Linked DNA regions of Anser cygnoides: region 2 is linked to region 1. Evidence: chromatin contacts called from public Hi-C data. All regions are on one chromosome and are shown on one strand. The core of a region is the stretch at or near the end of the contact, and the rest is flanking DNA. Distances in the headings are between cores, read along the strand shown. Region 1 overlaps RAB11FIP5 (RAB11 family interacting protein 5). Region 2 holds the start of SMYD5 (SMYD family member 5).

What was found. Hi-C and Micro-C count contacts between places; a contact is called where the count stands out from the background.
Region 2: a Hi-C map of liver shows a contact between it and region 1, with 13 times the contacts expected there. The contact joins the promoter of SMYD5 here to the enhancer-like site in region 1. A contact is called at or near these places in 2 of 7 Hi-C or Micro-C datasets (both in liver).

What each region holds. Positions count from the first base shown.
Region 1 is chr4:1,863,422-1,866,523 of Taihu_goose_T2T_genome, reverse strand. All of the region lies in intron 3 of RAB11FIP5 (RAB11 family interacting protein 5), which reads left to right. Among named protein-coding and RNA genes, the nearest start is that of RAB11FIP5, 14 kb to the left of the region's middle. Within about 2 kb of position 1,668, at least 1 of the 3 cell types and tissues checked has open chromatin away from gene starts, as enhancers often do. A contact at or near this core is called in liver, where this site is marked.
Region 2 is chr4:1,903,165-1,906,505 of Taihu_goose_T2T_genome, reverse strand. It overlaps SMYD5 (SMYD family member 5), which reads right to left and starts at 1,601. Exons shown (of 13, transcript XM_048045611.2): 1 at 1,074-1,601; 2 at 678-786; 3 at 1-8. The coding sequence starts at 1,163.

The DNA of each region.
Region 1 (3,102 bases), core at 419-2,918:
CACAGGGGCCCCTTCTGGGACGTTCCCCAGCATCCGAACAGGCTCTAATTGCGCTCGGCAATTTTCAGATGGGGAGTAACGAGCTTAAAGTGCAGCAGGGGAGGCTTAAATGAAGCATTAGGAGAAGTCTCTGATGGAGAACGGCGAAGTGCTGGGCCGGGAGCGAGGAGCCCCGGCGTTTCGGTTCGGGGACGGAGCGGCTGAGCACCTTTTGGGCAGCCCGGTAAGAAGCATTTGTCCTTGATGTGGCCCAGGCTGGGCGGTGGGAGCCAGCGACCGAGTCTCGAGTGCCAAAACGTCTTTCCCGTCATCACAGGGAGACGGAGAGGCTCAGTCCTGCTTCCCCGGATCTTCCTCTTCCTCGAGCCACTAATTACAGCATCGTTACTTCTTCTGTTACGAAGAACTCTCGCTTTTCTCATTTTCTTCCCCTTCCTTACACTGGGTGACCTCGCAGGCCGTGCTGCCGGTTGGAGCCGAAGCTGTCGGAAGGTTTTTTAGGTCCTGGCGGTGCCAGGGTGAACACAGGGGCCGATGCCGTCTGCATTTCGATAATCAAACGCGTGTTCTCTCTCAGGCGTGCGATCGAAGAGCTGGCAGGGCTTATCTGTGGGTGTTTTGTAGACGTCCATTTGCCTCTGGAGGAGAAGCAAGCCTGCTACTCATTTACCAGGGTAACTTCTGGATCTGGAGACGGATTAACCTTTGCTTCGTAGAGGGAACCATCCTCTGAATCGAGCAGTTTGATGCTGCAACTTTGACTTAGCTGCAGCAGGGATTTTTTTTTTTTTTTTTCCCCTCCCACTCTCCTGATCTGGAAACTTCAGCTCTGCAGCTCCTGGAGCTAAGCAAGCAGCCTCGGTGCCTCCTCGGTGCCCGTCGTGGCTCGGTCAAGTTTCACCTGCAGCGGGCCGTGGGGAAGAGAGCATCAAAAGCCGTCGCATTTGCAAGACCGGCAGTCTCACCCTGTAATTAGTCGAAAGGTCTGTAATTAGAAGGAAGATGCCTTACAGTTCAGGTTTAAATCAGCCTGCAGCGAAGACAGGTCTGGCACGGCTCGTCTCGAGCTGCCTGCTCTGCAAAACCCCTCCCTTTGTAGAGCGAGGAAGCGGCTGGCTCGGGGCTGTTTTGAACTTCGGGGAAGTTTTCTGTCGTGGGTTGTTCTTGCTGACCCGTCGCTGCAAACCTCCCGTGCTTTACCCGGGGAGTTTCTGTCCTCAGCCCTTATTTACGTGCCTTCGTCCACCGTGCCTTCACCCGGGCTCTGCTGTGCCTTCACCCGGGCTCTGCTAACCTCTGGCGTCTGCGGGGCTTTGATATCAGCTTGAATGGAAGTGGGAGGAGAGAGGGAGGCCTGAATTAAAAAAAAAAAAAAAAAAAGGCAGTTTGGTGTTTGTTGTGTTTAGGGTTGCGGTGGTCAAGAGTTGTTACGGGAGGAAGAAGCTCAGCAGGTTTATTTGAGGCAAGGCCTGGGGCTAAAACAATCGGTTTGAGTATTTTCAGCCTTTCCCACAATGTTATCAGAGCTCCACAGGTCCCGCTTCCTGCAGCGTGAATCGGGATGATAAAACGGGGCTGCATCTTGTGCCTGGCACTAGGCAAAGAGAGAAGTTGCGCCCTCTTTTTTTTTTTTTACAAATCGTCACCGTTTGTGGATTAAAGCCCTTTCCTTCTGCTTTCACGGGAGGAAAATGTAAAACCTTGCCCCACCCGGGCTGTCACTCCTCTTTCCGTAGTCAGCAGAGGCCAGATATTGACCCGACTTCTTCGCTCTTCATCACGCGCTCATAAAAAGCTTCATTTCTGCAATGCTGGAAATTGGAAGAAGGTTTCGGGGCAGCTCCGCGCCCCCAGAACCAGGGCACCGCGGATCACGGCAGCGCTGCGGGCGAGTCCGTCGCAGGAGCCGCCGGGGTTGCATCTCCGCTGTTCTGCGTCCGCACCAGCTGCAAAACTTCGCGTCTGCCTTGGATCAAGCACAGGGTAAAAAGGACCAGGGAAAGAGCCGGCTGTTTGCCCCTCCGGCCCGAGGGTGCCTTGGGTGCGCCCCTGGGGGTGCTGCCGCTCCCTCGCCTCGCCCCGTCGCCGCATCTCCCGAGCCCACGTGCGACACGCTGGCGCTGCTCCCTTGCCAGGAGCCTTCGAGGGTGAAGAATGACTCGTGAAGTGCCTGTTCCTGCCCGTTCCCTGCTGAGCGTGTGTTTTCCGGGAACGGACGTGAGGCAGGACGGTGAATCAGGCCCTGAGCCTGCACCAGCTCAGCCCTGGTGAGCCCCATCTGCCTTGGGGCCGTCCGGGCAAGGCACAGCCCCGCTGCCCCCCCCTTGCGAGCCGTTAGCAGCTCACATCTGCCTGCACTACTTCTGCTTTTTGCTGCTATTTTGTGCCTGTGGTTTTTGGGGGGGGGCAAATCTCGAGGCTGTGTCTCTGTTTTCGTCGGGACGAGGGGGCAGCGCGGTGCCGCGTTCCCGAGGGCGCGTCCGTCCGTCCTGGGGCAAGGATGGCAGGTTCGTGGCGCTGGGAGCGGTGCCCAGCCTCTAAAACCCTGTCTGCAGGTACTGGGGGGGGACCTGTGTGCCTCAGGGGCTTCCACCCCCTCCCAGGAGCCCAGGCAGGGGTGTACAGCGGATTCCCAGGCTGTCTGTGGAAATCCTGGCCCCAGGTGATGGGGCACAGCCCTCCTAGGGCCCACAGGGGGATTTTCCATCCCCCCCCCCCTTCAGCGCAGCTCTTAACCTCGATGCATTACGGCTGGATTCGAGCCCTGCCCTCCCCGAAACCCTGCTTTTTGCAGCCCAAATGTGGTTTTCTTTATCTGCAGAGCACAGTTACCACCCCCCCCCCCCCTCCTGCCCGTGGGCTGGGCTGGAGCTCTGCAACCGCAGGGCTGGGGTGGCTGCACCGAGCCTCGAACCCAGGCTGCGAGCCGGGGGGGGGATCCTGCACCCAGCGAGCTGTTTCCAATAGACTTTCCAGCCGGCGGTTGCTCAGCAATATTTTCTTTTTCTCTCTTTTTCTTTTTTTTTTTTTCTGCTGGGAGGCTAAAATGCGCCTGGGAAGCGCTGCCAAACAAATAAACGAGGGCAGAAAGGTACCCGCTAT
Region 2 (3,341 bases), core at 352-2,851, 40 kb before region 1:
ATCGCAGGCTGTGGGGAGAAAACACAACCAGACACCCAGTGAGACGTGTGTTTAAGGGCCATATGATACACAAGACAAGCATGCTCACAGCCCGGTGTTTAAGGGACTTATGATACACGTGACAAGCATCCCCATTTTGCTGATCTCTGGTACAGCTCAGCCAACAGCAGGGTCTACGCAGGGCATGGCTCGGCTTGTGTCCAAACCCCACTTTTGCATTTCTTTTCTCCAAGTCACACCACATCTTCTCCTTCTGCCCTAGACCCAAAAGCACCAGCCCAGCAGAGCAGTTTAAGCCACAAACACTAAAAAAAAGTTTAAATCCTTGCTCTTCCTACCAGCGCTCTGCATTTTCACACCTCCAGAGAACACTGGCATCCTTGTGGGCTGTACCCTGTGCTGGGATAATCGGGATTGGCACCCAAACCACCCAAAAATCGGGGTCTCCACCCTCCCAGTGGCACATGGTGCTTTTTTCCAGCTCGATGGCTGGGTGTTTATCCCCTCAAACCGTGCCTGCTCCTTCAGCTTGTCGACAGCTCAGCGCAAAGCAAAACGCCAGCAGTGCCGCACGCCTGGCGGTGCCGAAACCAACCCAAAACCCCTTCCTTTGGGGAAAAAAAGAAAAAAAAAAAAAGGCAAGTTGTCGATGAAGCCGGCGGCTGCCATCGCCTCACCTCGGTAGTTGTACAGGGCGTTCCAGAGGAACTGGGAGGCCACCACCGGCCGCTCCACGAAGACGGTCTCCCCTTTGCGGATGCTCCTGGTGGCGAACAAGCCTTTCCCCTGCGAGGGATGAAACGTGGTTCAGGGGAGCCGGGAAGGGGCCACGCACCCCAAACCGAACCCCACCGGGGAGGTTTTCACCCCAAAACCGAGCCCGCCCGGGCACGGCGCTGGCTGAGGCGAGGCGAGGTGCGACCCCACCGAGGCAGCGCCGAGGCTTCTCCCCCCTCTCCCAACTGGATCCGCTGGGATCCATCAGGGCTGTGGTGGCACCGCGGGGCCAAGGGAAGGAAGGAGGAGAGCTGAGGGACAGCGGGAGGGCAGGACGCCCCTCGGGCCGGGCTCACCTTGGCGCTGCTGATGAACCGAGCCTCGGCCGCGGCCCCGGGCTGGGCTCCCGCCGCCGAGCCGCACACGTCCCCCGCCGCGGCGGCCATCTTCGGGCGGCGACTTCCCCGCTCTGACCCGCTGGGGGCGGGAAGCGCTTCCTCCTCCTCCTCCTCCTCCTCTTTCTCTTTCTCCTCCTCCTCTTCCTCCTTCTCCTCCTCTTTTTCCTTCTCCTCACCGGCCCGGGGCCGCGGCCGCCCTTACCCCTTCAGCCCCGCGGCCGGAGGGCGGGCGGGGGCCAGCCGCCATCTTAGCCCTCCCCTCACCTCGCCGCCACCCCGGTCCCCTCCAAAAACAAAAAAAAACACCTCAAAAAATCCTCCAAACGGGGCCGGGGAGCCTCCACTGGCAGCCGGGAGCACGACTGGCTCTCCACTATAAATTACTGTTTTATTTTAACCACCTTGACGGGGAAGGACAGCCCCTCTCAGGCGAGAAGGCGCTGTGCCCCTCACGGTGTGAGGAGACGTGTCCAGCTGCCCTCAAAACTGGCCCAGCCTTCTGCAAAATAAACACAAAATTTGCACACGTTAACATGCGCCCTTGCTTTCCGTTGCTTGGCCGTCTGCAAACGCCTAAAATCCATGAAAACAGAGAGTTTAGTTGTATTTAATCATACTTTAATTCATGCCGGCGCTGCCAGAGCCCGCTTGCACTCAGCCCCGCTCCTTGATCGCGGCTTTGGGAACGTGGGATGGTTTACTTTGGGGAGCTTTGGGTTTTTTTTCGGTGTCACTAGGTGTCACTGTCGGCTTGTGGTTCTCCTCCAAGTGGTTAAAATCCTTTTAGCTTTTTTTTTTTCCTGCGAGCCCCTGTTGGGAGCGCTGCTCTGCAAAGCCATGCCCGCAGTCCTGCAGACAAGGACGCGTGCACAGGTGAATAAATGCTACCTTTTGACTACTATTTTAATAGCATACTCACGCTAACAGCAGCAAGAGTAGCCATTAATGTAATAATAGCGCTATGTGTCCTCTTTCTGTAAGGTTTCAGTGGGAAGTCATAATGTAGGAGTACCAGCTTGAGCCATGACCCAACCCTTCTGCCCATGCTAACCCAATGTGGCATTTCTTACTATAAATGCAGTCCCAATTCTGCAGGAATTGGACAAAAAATATCTACTTTCAACCTTAACATGGGCTATCAATTTCCATTAAAAAAAAAGGGGGGGGGGGTGGGATGGAAACACATGTGCTTTTTTTGTTTGAATAAATTTCACATTAAAATTCAAGTGGTTGGAAATGTTTCCCCCCTGCTTTCTGACACTTACTCACAGGTTAAATTTCAGCTCATCAGTTTAAAAGCTGCCCTTGCTCAACTCCAAGTATTCAAGCCGAGGTCAGTGCGCAGGTTTACCAGCAAACACACAAGTGTGTGAGGGGGAAGTGCTTGTGTTTGTATTGGCATGTCAGGAATGAGAATGGGTCAGAGGAAAGCACATTTTGATGTCTTCTGCTGTTTGAAAGCGGCCGTTACTTTTTGACAACAGGAGTCTTATTAGGAGGTTTCCATTTTTTATTTTTTTTTTAAATCAGTTTCCCGGGAAACACAGAAAACCAAGCACAACAAAAAGGATGGACAGCCCATCCTCGGCAGCTGTGGGGCAAGAAGCCACCAAGGCATCGCTGCCCACCTAGAAACCAAGGTGATGCCAAACCCTGCCATCCCCACCCAGTCCCATTTCTTTTTTAAAATACGCTATTTTTATTAAGAAACAAATCAAATAAATAACACTTACCAAGAAAAAAAAAAAACTTATTTCTATAAATAACAATACAAGAGTAAAGTGATATGCAGTGTTGTGGGTCAGGAGGAGGCACAATGAATTATCCTGAGCTCGCGGCGCACTGGGACTGCAAGGTGACAGCCAGCGTGCGTAGCTGCTGCTGGTGTGGACACCAGCCCCAAAGCATTACTAAAACAGACAGGAAAGCCCAAACAATTATTTAGTCCCAGCCCCTCAGAGCCCTTCCACCCACCATACAACAGCGCGTGGTTACAGATGTGCTCGCCAGGCGCTCCGGGTGCTGCTTGCGCCGTGGTGTGTAAGGAGAGGAGAGAGCAGCTGCCGTCTGGGCCGGGATCAGCACATCTGGCCGAGGGCAGGGGGCCGTCTGAACCAGCAGAGGTGTTGGAAAGCTGCTGTTTTATAACAGCCCCGATCCCCGCACCTCAGCAAGCCGGAGGAGCCCCTTATTCCCCGCTGCGGCGGCATGCACACACCGTGGAGG